2 separate regions of the Macaca mulatta genome follow, and region 2 is linked to region 1. Evidence: chromatin contacts called from public Hi-C data. All regions are on one chromosome and are shown on one strand. Each heading gives the region's core, a stretch centred on a gene start, on an enhancer-like site or on the middle of the called end of the contact. The rest is flanking DNA. Distances are from core to core; before and after follow the strand shown.

The links. Hi-C and Micro-C count contacts between places; a contact is called where the count stands out from the background.
Region 2: a Hi-C map of fetal cortex germinal zone shows a contact between it and region 1, with 2.2 times the contacts expected there. The contact joins the promoter of BRWD1 here to the promoter of GET1 in region 1. A contact is called at or near these places in 4 of 14 Hi-C or Micro-C datasets (blood, cortical neurons, fetal cortex germinal zone and 1 more).

What each region holds. Positions count from the first base shown.
Region 1 is chr3:8,064,062-8,071,314 of T2T-MMU8v2.0, reverse strand. It overlaps GET1 (guided entry of tail-anchored proteins factor 1), which reads left to right and starts at 4,699. Exons shown (of 5, transcript XM_077995755.1): 1 at 4,699-4,853. The coding sequence starts at 4,752.
Region 2 is chr3:8,145,402-8,152,654 of T2T-MMU8v2.0, reverse strand. BRWD1 (bromodomain and WD repeat domain containing 1) reads right to left here and starts at 2,584. Exons shown (of 42, transcript XM_015132876.3): 1 at 2,386-2,584; 2 at 2,184-2,242; 3 at 2,012-2,041; 4 at 1,788-1,847. The coding sequence starts at 2,434. It overlaps LOC106997240, which reads left to right and starts at 2,550. Exons shown (of 1, transcript XM_015132879.3): 1 at 2,550-3,871. The coding sequence starts at 2,838. The coding sequence ends at 3,428.

The DNA.
Region 1 (7,253 bases), core at 3,450-5,949:
TTTTCTTGAGACAGAGTTTCACTCTTGTTGACCAGGCTGGAGTGCAGTGGCGCAATCTTGGCTCACTTCAACCTCTGCCTTCTGGTTTCAAGCAATTCTTCTGTCTCAGCCTCCCAAGCAGCTGGGATTACAGGCGCCCACCACCACGCCCGGCTAAGTTTTGTATTTTTAGTAGAGACGGGGTTTCACCATGTTGGCCAGTCTGGTCTCGAACTCCTGACCTCGTGATCCGCCAGCCTTGGCCTCCCAAAGTGCTGGGATTACAGGCATGAGCCACCGCACCCAGCCTACACTTCCATTTTTTAACATTTTACTTTATTTAAAGATGTAAATTCTTGTTCTTTCAGGGAACCCTTCCACATATATAATTTAACTTATTTCTTGGACTCTTTTTATTTTATTCTTTTATATTGTAGAGATGGGGGTCTTGCTGTGTTGCCCAGGGTGGTCTCCAGCTTCTGGCCTCAAGCAGTCCTCCTGCCTTGCCCTCCCAGAGTGCTTGGGTTGCAGGCCTGAGCCACCCCACCTGGCCTGAAATATTTTTTATTGATACATAATAGATGTACACATTTTGGGGATCCATTTGATCATTTGATAGATTCATATGGTGTTAAAGATTAAAGCTGTTTTTTTGAGATATCCATCACCTTAAATATTATCTTTTATAAACACTTTTTAAAAAACTCATTAAAATTAGCCAGGTGTGGTGCTGCACACCTATAGTCCTAGCTACTTGGGAGGCTGAGGTGGGAGGATTGCATGAATCTAGGAGTTTGAGGCTGCAGTGAACTACAGTCATGCTACTGCACTACAGCCTGAGTGACAAATCGAGACCCTGTCTCTAGCAAACAGCAACAACCAAAAACTAAACACAGCAAGATAGTTCCTATTACATTCTATTTTTCTTCAGATTAGCTATATACACACACAAAGGCTTAACAATTCAGGTATACTAAAATGCAATATTCCAACAGACACCAATTCTTCATTCATTGTTAGCACATATTTTGCCCTGAAAGCTTGTGTATAAAGAATACCTTCTGGCCAGGCATGGTGGCATACACCTGCAGTCCCATCACTTTGGGAGGCTGAGGTGGGAGGACTGCTTTAGGCCAGAAGTTAGAGACTAGCCTGGATGACATAATGAGAATCCAACTCTACAAAAAGCAAAAATAAAAATAAATTATCCAGGCGTGATAGTGTGCACCTGTAATCCCTGCTACTTGTGGGGATGAGGCAGGAGGACTGCTTGAGCTCAGGAGTTCGAGACCAGCCTGCACAACATAGTGAGACCCCATCTACACACACATATTGATAAGGTTTGGCTCTGTGTGCCCATCCAAATATCGTCTCGAACTGTGATCCCCACTTATTGAGGGAGGGACCTGGTGGGAGGTGATTGGATCATGAGGGCGGTTTCCTCCATGCTGTTCTCACGATAGCAAGGGAGTTCTCACGAGATCTGAGAGAGATCTTGTGAGATCTTTTGTGATGGTGGTGGTACCTGCCCCCACCTTGCCACCTCGTGAAGAAGATGTTTGCTTCTCCTTGGCCTTCTGCCATGATTGTAAGTTTCCTGAGACCTCCCCAGCCATGTAGAACTGTGAGTCAATTAAACCTCTTTCCGTTATAAATTACCCAGTCTCAGGTAGTTCTTTAGAGCAGTGTAAAAATTGATTAATGCACACACACACACACACACACCCCTTAGCTGGGTGTGGTGGCCTGCACTTGTAGTCCCAGCTACTTGGGAGGCTAAGGCAGGAGGATCACTTGAGCCCAGGAGTTGGAGGCTGCAGTGAGCTATGATCATGCCACTGCATTCCAGTCTGGGTGACACAGTGACAGAGTGAGATTCAGTCTCTAAACAAAACAAAACACAACACACAAAACAACACAATACATTCTGAAGTGCAGGCTCAGAAACCTACTATGGCTGCCTGAGGTATGAGCTACTTCTGTTTGTTTCTCTATTAAATATTTATTTTTGAGAAACTTAGTTTTGTCAACTTCTTTCTTCAGCCTCTTAGCTCCTTTGGCCTTTGGGGCTAGGTTTGCATACACCTGCTGTCTGCAGCTCACAGTGGAACAACACCTATTTTTAGTTATTAGTCTTCTTCTTTTCTTTTTTTGAGATGGAGTCTCACTCTGTCACCAGGCTGGAGTGCAATGGTGCCACCTTGGCTCCCTGCAACCTCCACCTCCTGGGTTCAAGCGATTGTCTTGCCTCAGCCTCTTGAGTAGCTGGGATTACAGGCATGCGCCATGCGCCACCACGCCCAACTAATTTTTGTATTTTTAGGAGAGGTGGGCTTTCACCAAGTTGGTCAGGCTGGTTTTGAACTCCTGACCTCAGGTGATCTACCCACCTTGGCCTCCCAAAATGCTGGGATTACAGGCGTGAACCACTGTGCTTGGCCTGTCATCACTTTTCAAGAGGCAGTTTCTCCTCCTAAATCCATCTCAATCTCCAGTGACAGAGAAGCCAGGAGCCCGGCTGCCATGCTGCGTGGTCCATCCAGGTGGAAGGGAAGGCCATGGAGGAGAGCCAGGCTCCTGCTCTTTGTTTTGTTCAGAAGTCACTTACTAACCAAGAAGTCCTTTCAGGGAAAGGATTCACTCTACTCCTACAGAATAGCCTTGTTTCACATGTTTTCTTTTTCTTTTTTTTTGAGACGGAGTCTTGCTCTGTCGCCCAGGCTGGATCACATGTTTTCTTGAACAGAAATTTGTAGAACTGGCTGTGCGCGGTGGCTCAAGCCTGTAATCCCAGCACTTTGGGAGGCCGAGACAGGCTGATCACGAGGTCAGGAGATCGAGACCATCCTGGCTAACACGGTGAAACCCCGTCTCTACTAAAAAAAATACAAAAAACTAGCCGGGCGAGGTGGCAGTCGCCCGTAGTCCCGGCTACTCAGGAGGCTGAGGCAGGAGAATGGCGTAAACCCAGGAGGCGGAGCTTGCAATGAGCTGAGATCCGGCCACTGCACTCCAGCCTGGGCGACAGAGCGAGACTCCGTCTCAAAAAAAAAAGAAAAAGAAAAAGAAAAAGAAATTTGTAGAACCACAGCCTCTTGCATAATTTTTTTTTTTTTTTTTTTTTTTTAAAGACAGAGTTTCACTCTTGTCGCCCAGGCTGGAGTGCAGCGGCATGATCTCAGCCAACCTCCGCCTCCCAGGTTAAAGCGATTCTCCTGCCTCGGCCTCCTGAGTAGCTGGGACTACAGGCGCCCGCCACCACATCCAGCTAATTTTTGTATTTTTAGTAGAGACAGGGTTTTGCCTTGTTGGTCAGGCTGGTGTCGAACTCCTGACCTTAGGTGATCCACCCGCCTCGGCCTCCCAAAGTGCTGGGATTACAGGCTTGAGTCACTGCACCCAGCTGCAAAATTATTTTAATTGGTTCATAATAATGAGCCAGAGTTGTACTCTGTCGCCCAGGCTGGAGCACAGTGGTGTGATCACAGCTCACTGCAGCCTCGACCTCCTGGGCTCAGGCGATCCTCTCATCTCAGCCTCCCTAATAGCTGGGGCCACAGGCACGTGCCACAATGCCCGGCTAATATTTATATTCTACTGTAAAGATGGGGTCGCACTATGTTACCTAGACTGGTTTCAAACTCCTGGGCCCGTGATCCACCTTGCTTGGATCTCCCAAAGTGCTGGGATTACAGGCATGAGCCAGTGTACCCGCAATCTTGCATCATTTTGATTAGGAATTAGTCCTCAGAAACCAGCCATGGCAGCATGGCAGAAGAGACAGCTGAACATGTCTTGCTTTATCCACTATGTATACTTTTTTTTTTTTTTTCTTGAGACGGAGTCCCACTCTGTCGCTGGAGCTGGAGTACTAGTGGCACGATCTTGGCTCACTGCAACCTCCGCCTGCCGGGTTCAAGCGATTCTCCTGCCTCAGCCTCCTGAGTAGCTGGGACTACAGGCGCGCGCCACCACGCCCAACTAATTTTTGTATCATAGAGACGGGGTTTCACCATGTTGGCCAAGCTGGTTTCGATCTCTCGACCTCGTGACCCGCCCGCCTCGGGCTCCCAAAATGCTGGGATTACTGGCGTGAGCCACCACGCTCTGCCCACTGATGCATACATTTGATTTGGGATTCTTTTGCGGCAAAACCTGATCCTCACCTAGATTCAGGTTACTTTATTAGCTACTACTAATGATTGTGAACAGTGCATTCTAATAAACTTATTTTTACAGGTATGCAATTGTGTAAATTGGTTAGACTTACTACAGTGTTTAGTTCTGGAACGAAAACGTAAGGCATTTTCCGCATACCTGCTTGGAACACGACAGCTACCTGCTACTATACTTACGGTAGTTTTTTATTTATGGAAGAGTTTATCTTAAACTTATCTAGAATTAAAAGTTAAAGAAAGTACTAATTATGACAAAAGCAGGGAGTCGTTAGCACTTGAAACCAGAATTTGGTACTATGAGAAGGTTTTCAATTTTAAAAAGAAGGAAAAAAAGAAACACGGACGCCAGGAAAACTGGTTGAGTAGGGGTGGGGGCGGGTGCGAGAAGGCTACGGAATCCCCGAAGGCCCAGGAGGAACCTGGAACATGTCAACCGCTCCAACTGGAGCGGGTGGTAAAAACGGCCCCGCCTCCTGCGAGGGCGACGCAGTGCGCAGGCGCGCTGGGCTTCACCCGCGCAGGCGCAGTCGCCTCTGCTGGCGTGGTCCCCATGGAGCTGCCGTAGCGAACCCAGTACAGCCAGGAGTATCCGGGATGAGCTCAGCCGCGGCCGACCACTGGGCGTGGTTGCTGGTGCTCAGCTTCGTGTTTGGGTGCAATGTTCTTAGGATCCTCCTCCCGTCCTTCTCATCCTTCGTAAGTGGCTGCCTGGCCTCCCAAGGGCCGGTGGGGATGCCGCCCCAGTCCCCTGGCGGGTCTGGGAGTAGGTACAGGGGTCTCAACTGGGCGACTGAAGCCCAGATTCAGCCCGTAGTAGCGTCTTGGTTGGTCTGTAAGCTTTTTTGAGATAGTTGGTAGCGTCTAAAAGGTGCGCCGCTTTACCCCAGAATCAGACTTTCTGGGTTCTAGGGGGGTGGGGGGAGAAACATCCGGCAACCCTGGGCCACGCTTTCACGGGACAGGAATCTTCTAGCTGTGGGTGGCGGCGGCGAACCTCACATTGGGAGTTCCTGGTGCCCCGCTGCCAGCCTCACCCGTTTCCGTTAATCCTGGTCCCTAGAGGCATTTGAGCAGCCCTCACCCAGGGTTTTCCCAGAGGCCTGGCGGGCGAAGTCCGCTGTTCCAGGTCCCGGAGAGATGGATCCTAGCGTCCAGGAGCCCACATTCTTGGGATGGGTAGGGTGGGAGACAGGTGCAGAGAGAATCTCAGTACAGCGTGATGCCTTCAATATCCAAGGGAGCAACCAGCTTGGGGAGCACTCTTTCTGCCAGGTAGTGAGTACATTACCTCCCTGTCACGGCTGCTGGGAGAGACGAGTTATTATCCCATCCTCCTTTACCTCCCGGAGGAGTCTGGCTCAGAGAATTTAGTAGTGGCGCTAAGTCATCCCGCTAGTGACTGGAGGTGGAGATTTGATTGCCTGTTGGAGCAGGGATAGGGATAGGGATTTGGTGGCAAATTGAACAGGGCGTGGTGGGGTGTGGTCATGGGAGGTGGGGGTACTTTGGGAACTGTCCCCGGGAATGAGCGCCCTCTGTATGCCCACAGCAGGAATGAGGAGCTGTTGGGCACAGACGGAGACCTCAAAGATTGTGCGCATGCGTTGTAGCATTGTCTTGGAAAACAGTTCTTGCTTTTCTCTCCTAAGATAAATTGGTAATAGTGGAGTATATTTTATTCCACCAGTATTCATTGAGTGCCTGTTTTGTGCAAAACTATTCTTACTCTCTCCGTTGTCCTACTGTCTGCATTGTCCTGGAGATACAGGAAATTCTCTTTTAACCCCTGAGTCTCCTTCAGAATCTTTCCTGATGCTATCCAGTCTTTTTAAGATGATGTCTCAGGTCCTTAGCATTGCATAAAAGACTCCTGATGAGCTGGCCCATGCTCATCTTCTTTTTCTTTTTCTTTTTTTTTTTGAGAAGGAGTCTTGCTCTGTCGCCCGAGCTGGACTGCAGTGGCCGGATCTCAGCTCACTGCAAGCTCCGCCTCCCGGGTTTACGCCATTCTCCTGCCTCAGCCTCCCGAGTAGCTGGGACTACAGGCGCCCGCCACCTCGCCCGGCTAGTTTTTTGTATTTTTTAGTAGAGACGGGGTTTCACCGTATTAGCCAGGATGGTCTCGATCTCCTGACCTCGTGATCCGCCCGTCTCGGCCTCCCAAAGTGCTGGGATTACAGGCGTGAGCCACCGCGCCCGGCCTCATCTTCTTAATTGTAAAATCTACATAATATGAATTTATCATCTTTATCATTTTTAGGTGTACAGTTCAGTGGCATTAAGTACATTCACATTTTTGTGCAACCGTTATCCCAGAACTTTATTATTATTTTTTAAAGACAGGGTCTGGCTCTGTGCAGTGGCACAATCTCAGCTCATTGCAACCTCTGCCTCTCAGGTTCAAGGGATCCTCCCACCTCAGCCTCCCAAGTAGCTGGGACCACAGGCATGCACCACCATGCCCAGCTATTTTTTTGTATTTTTTGTAGAGACAGAGCTTTGCCATGTTGGCCAGGCTGGTCTCAAACTCCAGACCTCAAGCCATCCGCCCAACTTTGCCTCCCAAAGTGCTGGGATTACAGGTGTGAACCACTGCACCTGGCCCCGCTCCCAGAACTTTTTCTTTTTTCTTTTTTGGAACAGAGTCTCAATCTGTTGCCTATGCTGGAGTGTAGTGGCCTGATCTTGGCTCACTGCAGCCTCCGCCTTCCAGGTTCAAGCGATTCTCCTGCCTCAGCCTCCCAAGTAGCTGTGATTACAGGCACCTGCCACCATGCCTGGCTAATTTTTGTATTTTTAGTAGAGATGGGGTCTCACTATGTTGCCCAGGCTAGTCTCAAACTCCTGACCTCAAGTCATCTGCCCTCCTTGGCCTCCCAAAGTGCTAGTATTACAGGCATGTGCCACCATGCCCGGCCCCATATCACAACCTTTTTATCTCCTCTGACTGAAACTCTCGCACCCATTAAACAACTCTCCATTCCTGCCTCTCCCTGGCAACCTCCATTGTACTTTCTGTCTCTGTGAATTTGACTGCTCTTGGGACCTATGTCATATAAGTGGAATCAGACAGTATTTATCCTTTTGTGACTGGCT
Region 2 (7,253 bases), core at 1,335-3,834, 83 kb before region 1:
TCACAGAATTTAAATGACTTTAAACAACAGTAAGTAGGGTTTTAAGCAATTCTAGCAACAAAAGCCAAAAATCTTATATAAATTTTTTTGGTTTTTTGTTTTGGTTTTTTTAAGAAACTAGGCCTTGCTCCATCTCCCAGGCTGGAGTGCAGTGGCAGGAGGATAGTTCAATACAGCCTCAAACTCGCAGAGTCAAGTGATCCTTCCGCCTCAGCCTCCGAAATAGCTGGGACTCACAGGCACGCACCACCACATCCGCCTAATTTTTCTGTTACTTATTTTTTGTGGAGGCAGAGTTGGTCTGGAACTCCTGGCCTCAAGTGCTCCTCCCACCTCGGCCTCCTAATGTGCTGGGATTGCAGCTATGAGCCACTGCACCCAGCCCCTATAAATGTATTTTAAAAGTAACTTTTCCAGTAGTTACAGCACTACATTTCTTTCAAGTTATTTTCTCTCAGGTAGCACGACTAGAGCATCATAACCAACAATGCTTTTCCGCTTCACCGATAAAGCTATATTATCCGTGGAGAAAACTAAAAGAGGGCGTCCTTTAAATGTTTCCTCAACGTTTACAAAAAAACTATCTCAAAATGTCAAACTCAAGAAAACAAATTGCCATCATCAGAATTTCTATAACTCATTCTCTTGAAAACATCCACTTTTAAGTGTTTACTTCAAAATCTAAGAAGGCAAATATTAAAATTACTTGCTACTTGCACCAGGCTTCAAGTTTTAACTGCTCACGAAAATAACATATTCTCTGGTTTCTTTTGTTGTCTCTAATTCAAAACCGGTAATCTTCTAAAACTGATTTTTCTTCTTTTCACTTGCTACCATACTCTACCGCTTAAGGGTTACAGGTCTTCAAACTGTGGTAAAAGATCACTCAGAAGCTCTTTTCCCTCTCAATTGTTTTCCTTATACAAGATGCTGAACATGGCCTGGCAATCAACGAATTTCCTTTGTCCTAATAACGAAATGGCAAAAATACATTCCTGAAAAATGTCTCCAGTAAAAACAAACGAATCCCTGCAACTGCTGTTAACTACAGATAAAAGCAAGTTATATAGAGATATTAACCAGGTTCACAAAAGAAATGAGACTGTAATGCACGATTAACCGAGCTCAAAAAGAAAGTGTCTATTTAAAGCACTTTATTATCTACAGCAAGATCAGTGTGAAACTCATCAATCAACTTTCTACGGCGTTCAACAAATATTGTACAGGAGAAAAGAGCACAAGTATTACAGTAGCATATTCACACAGCTGCAAGATTTTTATGACGCTGCTGCGGACAAAACAAAAAATAAGCTCAACACAAGAACATTTCTCCACCTTCAGAGACCAATGATTCTATTCCTAAAGAACAAGTGGGGGACAGACCCGGGCGGGACAAGACACGAGAGGCCAATCAGAGCGCGAGTTACAAGCGCGGTGGAGAGGGGGGGAGCGGATGAAACCGCCCCGTTGAATGGCTGGCTGCGCACGCCACACCCCGCAGAGGCGGCCGCACCTGGAGCCCCACCCCTGCCGCAGGACCTCCGCGAGTCGCCCCCACCGCTCCGCCCCGCGCCGCCCCCCATGACTGTTTCCTGCCAAAACAAACCTGGCCGCCTCAAAAACAAAACAGAATATTCAGCGGGGAAGGCAGCTGTCCTGGGGCCGCCCTCCAGTGCGGCTCACACTTTGCACCCCACGGGCCGGGGTCCCCACGAGGGGCAGGGGCAGGGGCAGGGGCGGGGGGCGGTGCACGGAGAACCCGGGGAGCAAACGTGCCCAATGCTCACCAACTCCTCGTAGCTCCTGTTGTGCTCGTTGCCCTCCCAGTCCAACCTCTTCGGCAACAACTGGAAAGACACGAAACGCACACGAGTGACCACCGCTCCGGCGCGGGGCGGGCGGGGGGCGCGGGGCGGGCGGGGGGCGCGGGCGAGCATCCCTCAGGGCAAGGTCGGGAGGAGGGACGCGAGGGAGCGCGGGGACGGGCGCGCGGGGACGGGCGGGCACAGACCTGGTACTGCTCCAGCTCCTGCACCAGCACCTGCGGCCGAGAGACGCGCGGTCAGGGGTGGGGCCGGGCCCGGGGCGCGCCCGCTTCACCCCCGCCCTCCACCCGCGACCCCCGGCGGCGGAGGGGACACCGGGGACGCCAAGTCCGCAGCCGCCCGCGGGCCCGCACTCACCTGGGCCGCTCTCCGACACGGGCCCGCCGATAGGTACCGGGCGATGAGGAAGTACAGCTCTGCGGGAAGACAGGGAGTTGGGTCAAGCCCGGGCAGGGAGGGGACGGGGCCCGGGACCGGGACGGGGTCGGGGCCGGGGCAGCCGGGGAAGCCGAAGCAGCTGGGAGCGCCAGGACGGGGGTGGCACGGCCTCGCGTCTTACCCGACTCGATGAGAGGCACCGGGCGTCGGGCGGACGAGGGCTCCGCCATGGCCGGACACGGGGCGGGAGGCGGGAGCGAGCGAGCGAGCGGAGCGTGTAGGCCGCGCCGAGGCCTGACCGGGCTGGCGTCCCCTCTCCTCAGGCGCGCGCCGCCGCCGCCGCCGCCGCCGCTGCCGCCGCCATGCCGTGCGCGCCTCCTGGTCCGACGCCTCCGCGGGGGAGGAAGTAGTGCCTCACAGGAGACGGAAAGTAGTCCCTCCGTGGGGCGCGGGGGCCTCGGCGCCAAGGGAGGACTGGAGCTTGCGTCTCGCCCGGGAAGGCGAGCCTCGCTCCGCTGTCTGTCTCCGGGGACTCGATGAGGAGAAAGTGACGCGGGGGTAAAGACCTGGGCGCCCAGGGTAGCGGCGGCGAGTGGGGGAGGGGAGGGCGCGTGGCCCGGATCCCTGCGCGCGATGAGGCGGCCGCCCAGGCTTTGTGAGGCGGCGACGCGACGCCGGGCGGTCCAGCAGCGTGCGGGTACCGGGGGCGGAAGCGCGGCCGCCGGAGGGGGCGAGTCACCGCCGCCCCCCGCGGGACCTGGGTCCTCTACGCGGGACCGCAAGGGCCCCGAGCCGCGGTTCTGCAGGGTCGCCCGCTCCGGGTCGCTCGGAAGGGTGACTTCACGAACCGGTCGTCTGGGGCCAGCGCGTTTTGCCCCCCACGATAGACTTCCAGGACGCGAAAGCTTTGAAAGTGAGGATTGGCTCGCCGCGCCTCCCGCACGGGGGAACGCCGCCCGGACCCGCGAGCCTAGGGCGGGGGCCTCGGATACCGGCGTTGCCGGAGCGTCTGCGGCGCTGAAGGCCGCCGAGACCCAGCCGCAGCCCCCAGAAGCCGGCAGCCTGGTAGAAAATTACATAAAATGCAGCGCTTCGCCGAGGGGGTGCGAGTCGGGGGAGCAGCGCGCAGCTGCGGCTGACGGCTCGGCCGGATCCGTCCAGGCATGGACAGGAAAACGGGATTGCGGGGAGAAGGCGGTGCAACGGGCCGCAGACCCTCCCTGAGAAGAGAAGCCGGAAACTCGGGAGCCATGTGTAGTTAGAATCCTCTTGGAAGACTAGTAGACGTGAGGTTGGAGAGGTGGACGAGGACCAGAGAATTCCCTTGTCTTGCCAGGCTTCTGACCTAACTGTATGAGTTTCCTCAGCGCATCCAGCCTGCCCTGCTCTGACCCCTGAAGTACAGCGGTGACCCTAAATGGTGTCCCTGCCTTCCTGGAGTGCGCGTTAACGTTCTGATTCTTACTCATGGCAATAACCCACACACCACAGAGAGGTTAAATGTGGTTCAGGTCAGACTCTGGGGCAGGACTCACTGCCTGCACCTTGTCTTGGCTCCACCAGCTTGACCTTGAGCAAGTCACAACCTGTGGGTCTCAGTTTTCCTTACCAGTAAACCGTAGATAATTCCTCACTAGTAAACACAATATTTGTGCCTGCCTCATAAAGTGGTGAGGATTTAATGAATTAATGTGTTCCTGGCATATAGTAAGCACCGTATACAGTTGGCTTTTATTTACACCAAATAGCAAAAGCTTTTTTTTTTTTTTTTTCCTTGAGACAGGGTCTTGCTCTGTCGCCCAGGCTGGAGTGCAGTGGTGTGATCTCACCTCACTGCAGCCTCAGCCTCCCGAGTAGCTGGAATTGCAGACACGTGCCACCACGTCCGGCTAATTTTTATATTTTTAGTAGAGACGGGGGTTTCACTGTGTTGGCCAGGCTGGTCTCGAACTCCTGGCCTCAGGTTATCCACCCGCCTCGGCCTGCCGAAGTGCTGAAGATTACAGGCGTGAGCCAACGCGCCTGGCCAAAAGCTTTTATATGTATTTATAAATAGATACAGATACCTGTAAGGCTGTCCAGGCGTGCTGGCTCACACCTGTAATCCCAGCACTTTGGGAGGCCAAGGCGGGCGGATCATGAGGTCAGGAAATCAAGACCATCCTGGCCAACATGGTGAAACCCCGTCTCTACTAAAAATACAAAATGTTAGCCACCTGCGGGGGTGCGCGCCTGTAGTCCAAGCTGCTTGAGAGGCTGACGCAGAATTGCTTGAACCCCGGAGGCAGAGGCTGCAGTGAGCTGAGATCGTGCCACTGCACTCCAGCCCGGGCAACAGAGCGAGACTGTCTCAAAAAAATATATATCTGTGAGGTAACAATCTAAACATGTTTGAGCTAGTGCATCAGTAAGTTAACTCCTTACATCTGTTAACTCAGCAAGCAGTAACAAGTGATGGTGATTTAAAAAAAAAAAAAAAAGGAGTGGGAAATGAGCCACAGCTTTGCCATCAAAGACTTCAGCGTCTCTTAGGGGGAACAGATGTAAGCAAATAATGACACGATTTAGGGCAGAGATAGGAGGATCAACTTGCCTCTGCGTGGGGGAAATGTTAGGGAAGTTCAGGTTATCCAGGCCTACAATGTGTGTAAAGGGATTTCAGACATAGAAACAACAGAGGGCCAAGACATAAATATAATTTTTAGTTTAAGGAATCCGAAGTTTAGTGTGACTACTTGGGGTGACTTCGGAGAGGATGGGATCATGATGTCAGAAGCTGAAATTGGTAGCAGTTGAAGGATTCTAAGCCAGGAAGGAATCATTTTCTATTTTAGGATGGATTTGAGAAAGTTAAGACCAAGAGGCGCTTAACAGACCCCTGAAATAGAAAAGATATATGAGGGCATTGGTTATAAGGATAGTGAAGAGACAAGTTCAGAAATATGTAGGACATTAAGTCTGCAAGATGAAGTTGGGATGAAATAAAAAAGAATCACAAAAATCTCGTTTGGGGCTTGCTGAGGTTGTGCCAACAAATAAGGTAGGGCATACAAGCTGGTAGCTAGATTGTTAACATGAGTAACTGCTTGCAACAACTTGATTATTCGAAGTTACAGTGCATTGATAACTATGGTACAGTGTGATCTGATGCTGCAAGATTACCAATGTTACCAAATGACAAAGACATCAGGGGTGAATTTAAACTTTCAATGATTGACCAAGGAGTTGTACATTTCATTTTGTAACAAGGGCATAAGATAAAAACCCCCAAAAGATATTAACAAGAATTTATATTCCAAGTTCAGGTCATTGTCTGAAATTATAGTTCTGGTGGTTGGCAGCATAGTAACCATTACAGGAGATCGGAAATGATGACACGAGCTCAGACACAGTGGCTCACACCTGTAATCCCAGTGGTTTGGGAGGCCAAGGCCAGAGGATTGCTTGAGCCCAGGAGTTCGAGACCAGCCTGAGCAACATGGTGAGACCCCATCTCTACAAAAAATAAAAAATAGCCAGGTATGGTAGGTGTGTACCTGTAGCCCCAGCTACTTAGGAGGCTGAAGCAAGAGAATGGCTAGAGCCTGGGAGATGGAGGCTGCAGTGACCCATGACCACAGCACTGTTCTCCAGCCTAGGCAGCAGAGCAAGACCCTGTCTCAAAAAAAAAAAAAAAAAAAAAACATGATGACATGAGTTTTCCTTTGCAAGCGCCCTGGGAGTCCTTTTACGACTTACTGTCACGTTCATGACAAATATTCTTTCTAGATTTTGAATAGGAAAAAAGATTTCTAATGAGAGGGAGAATATCTTCCCCATTCAACTCCCAGATGGCAAAAGACTCAGATACAACTCACATGTGCCTACCAGGAGGAGGAAAAGGAAATACGCTGTCCAGGAGCAACTCCTTAGTGGGTACCTGCCAGAAGTGGTCTCCAAACAAGGCAAGAATCGGTGTATTCCTCACACAATTCAATCCAAGCCATTCCTTACGTACACACTGAGGTTTGCTTTTGGGTAAATGAAAATAACTTGAGTTTCACCACAAGAAAGCTATATGGTAAGTAAATGTTGGAAAATCTTAACAGCAGGTGACATTAAGCTATAGGGTTGCATTTTCAAGGGAACCAATGTCTTAGCCGGTGGCAAGCAACTCCTGACTGGATAAACAGCTCTCAGATGTCAATGATAGGCTCACTGCACAAGGAGAAAGCTGAGACGCGGAGAGATTTAAGTATGGCCCAAGAGCATATAGCTGGTAAGTGGTGGCTGGACTGCAATCCCAAGTCGACAGTATTAGACTGAAACACAAACGCTGCAGAGTCCTTTATCCCTTGGCCATGTTTCACGAAAGAGGAAAATGGGACCTGAAAAGTAGGAGACTTACACAAGATTGCACAGCTAGTGCATCAGAGAGCTGACATTTGAAAACCCACATAAGTATATGTGTAATCTCATTTACCACAGGCAAGTCTTAGATTGTGTTGTTCCCATTTTAAGAATGAGGAAACTAGGCCGGTTGTAGTGGCTCTCATCTGTACTATCGGCACGTTGGAAGACCAAGGCAGGAGGATCGCTTGAGCCCGGGAGTTCAAGGCTGGTCTTGAAGGTAGTGAGACCCTCTCTCCACAAAAAATGAAAAAATTACCCCATGCATGGTGTTGGGTGCCTGTAGTTCGAGCTATTGGGGAGACTGAGGCAGGAGATCACTTGGGCCCAGGAGTTCAAGGCTGTCACGAGCTATGGTGGTAGCACTGCACTCCAGCCTGGCAACAGAGCAAGACCCTGTCTCAAAAAAGAATGAGGAACTAAGGCTAATAAAGTTTAAGAATTTGCTTAAGCATGGAAAGCTTTTTTTTTTTTTTTAATCTGTCTGCGAATGACAGGAAAATAAAATTTAGTAAGGCCTTCCAAGTCACCACTTAGGAAGCCCAACAGCATTAAATGTGAATGCATATCTAGAAAATGGTGACCAAACTAGTCTGATTCCAACAATTCACATAAGAGAGTGGTCAAAATGGAATGAATTCGTAGATTAGAGTGCATTTC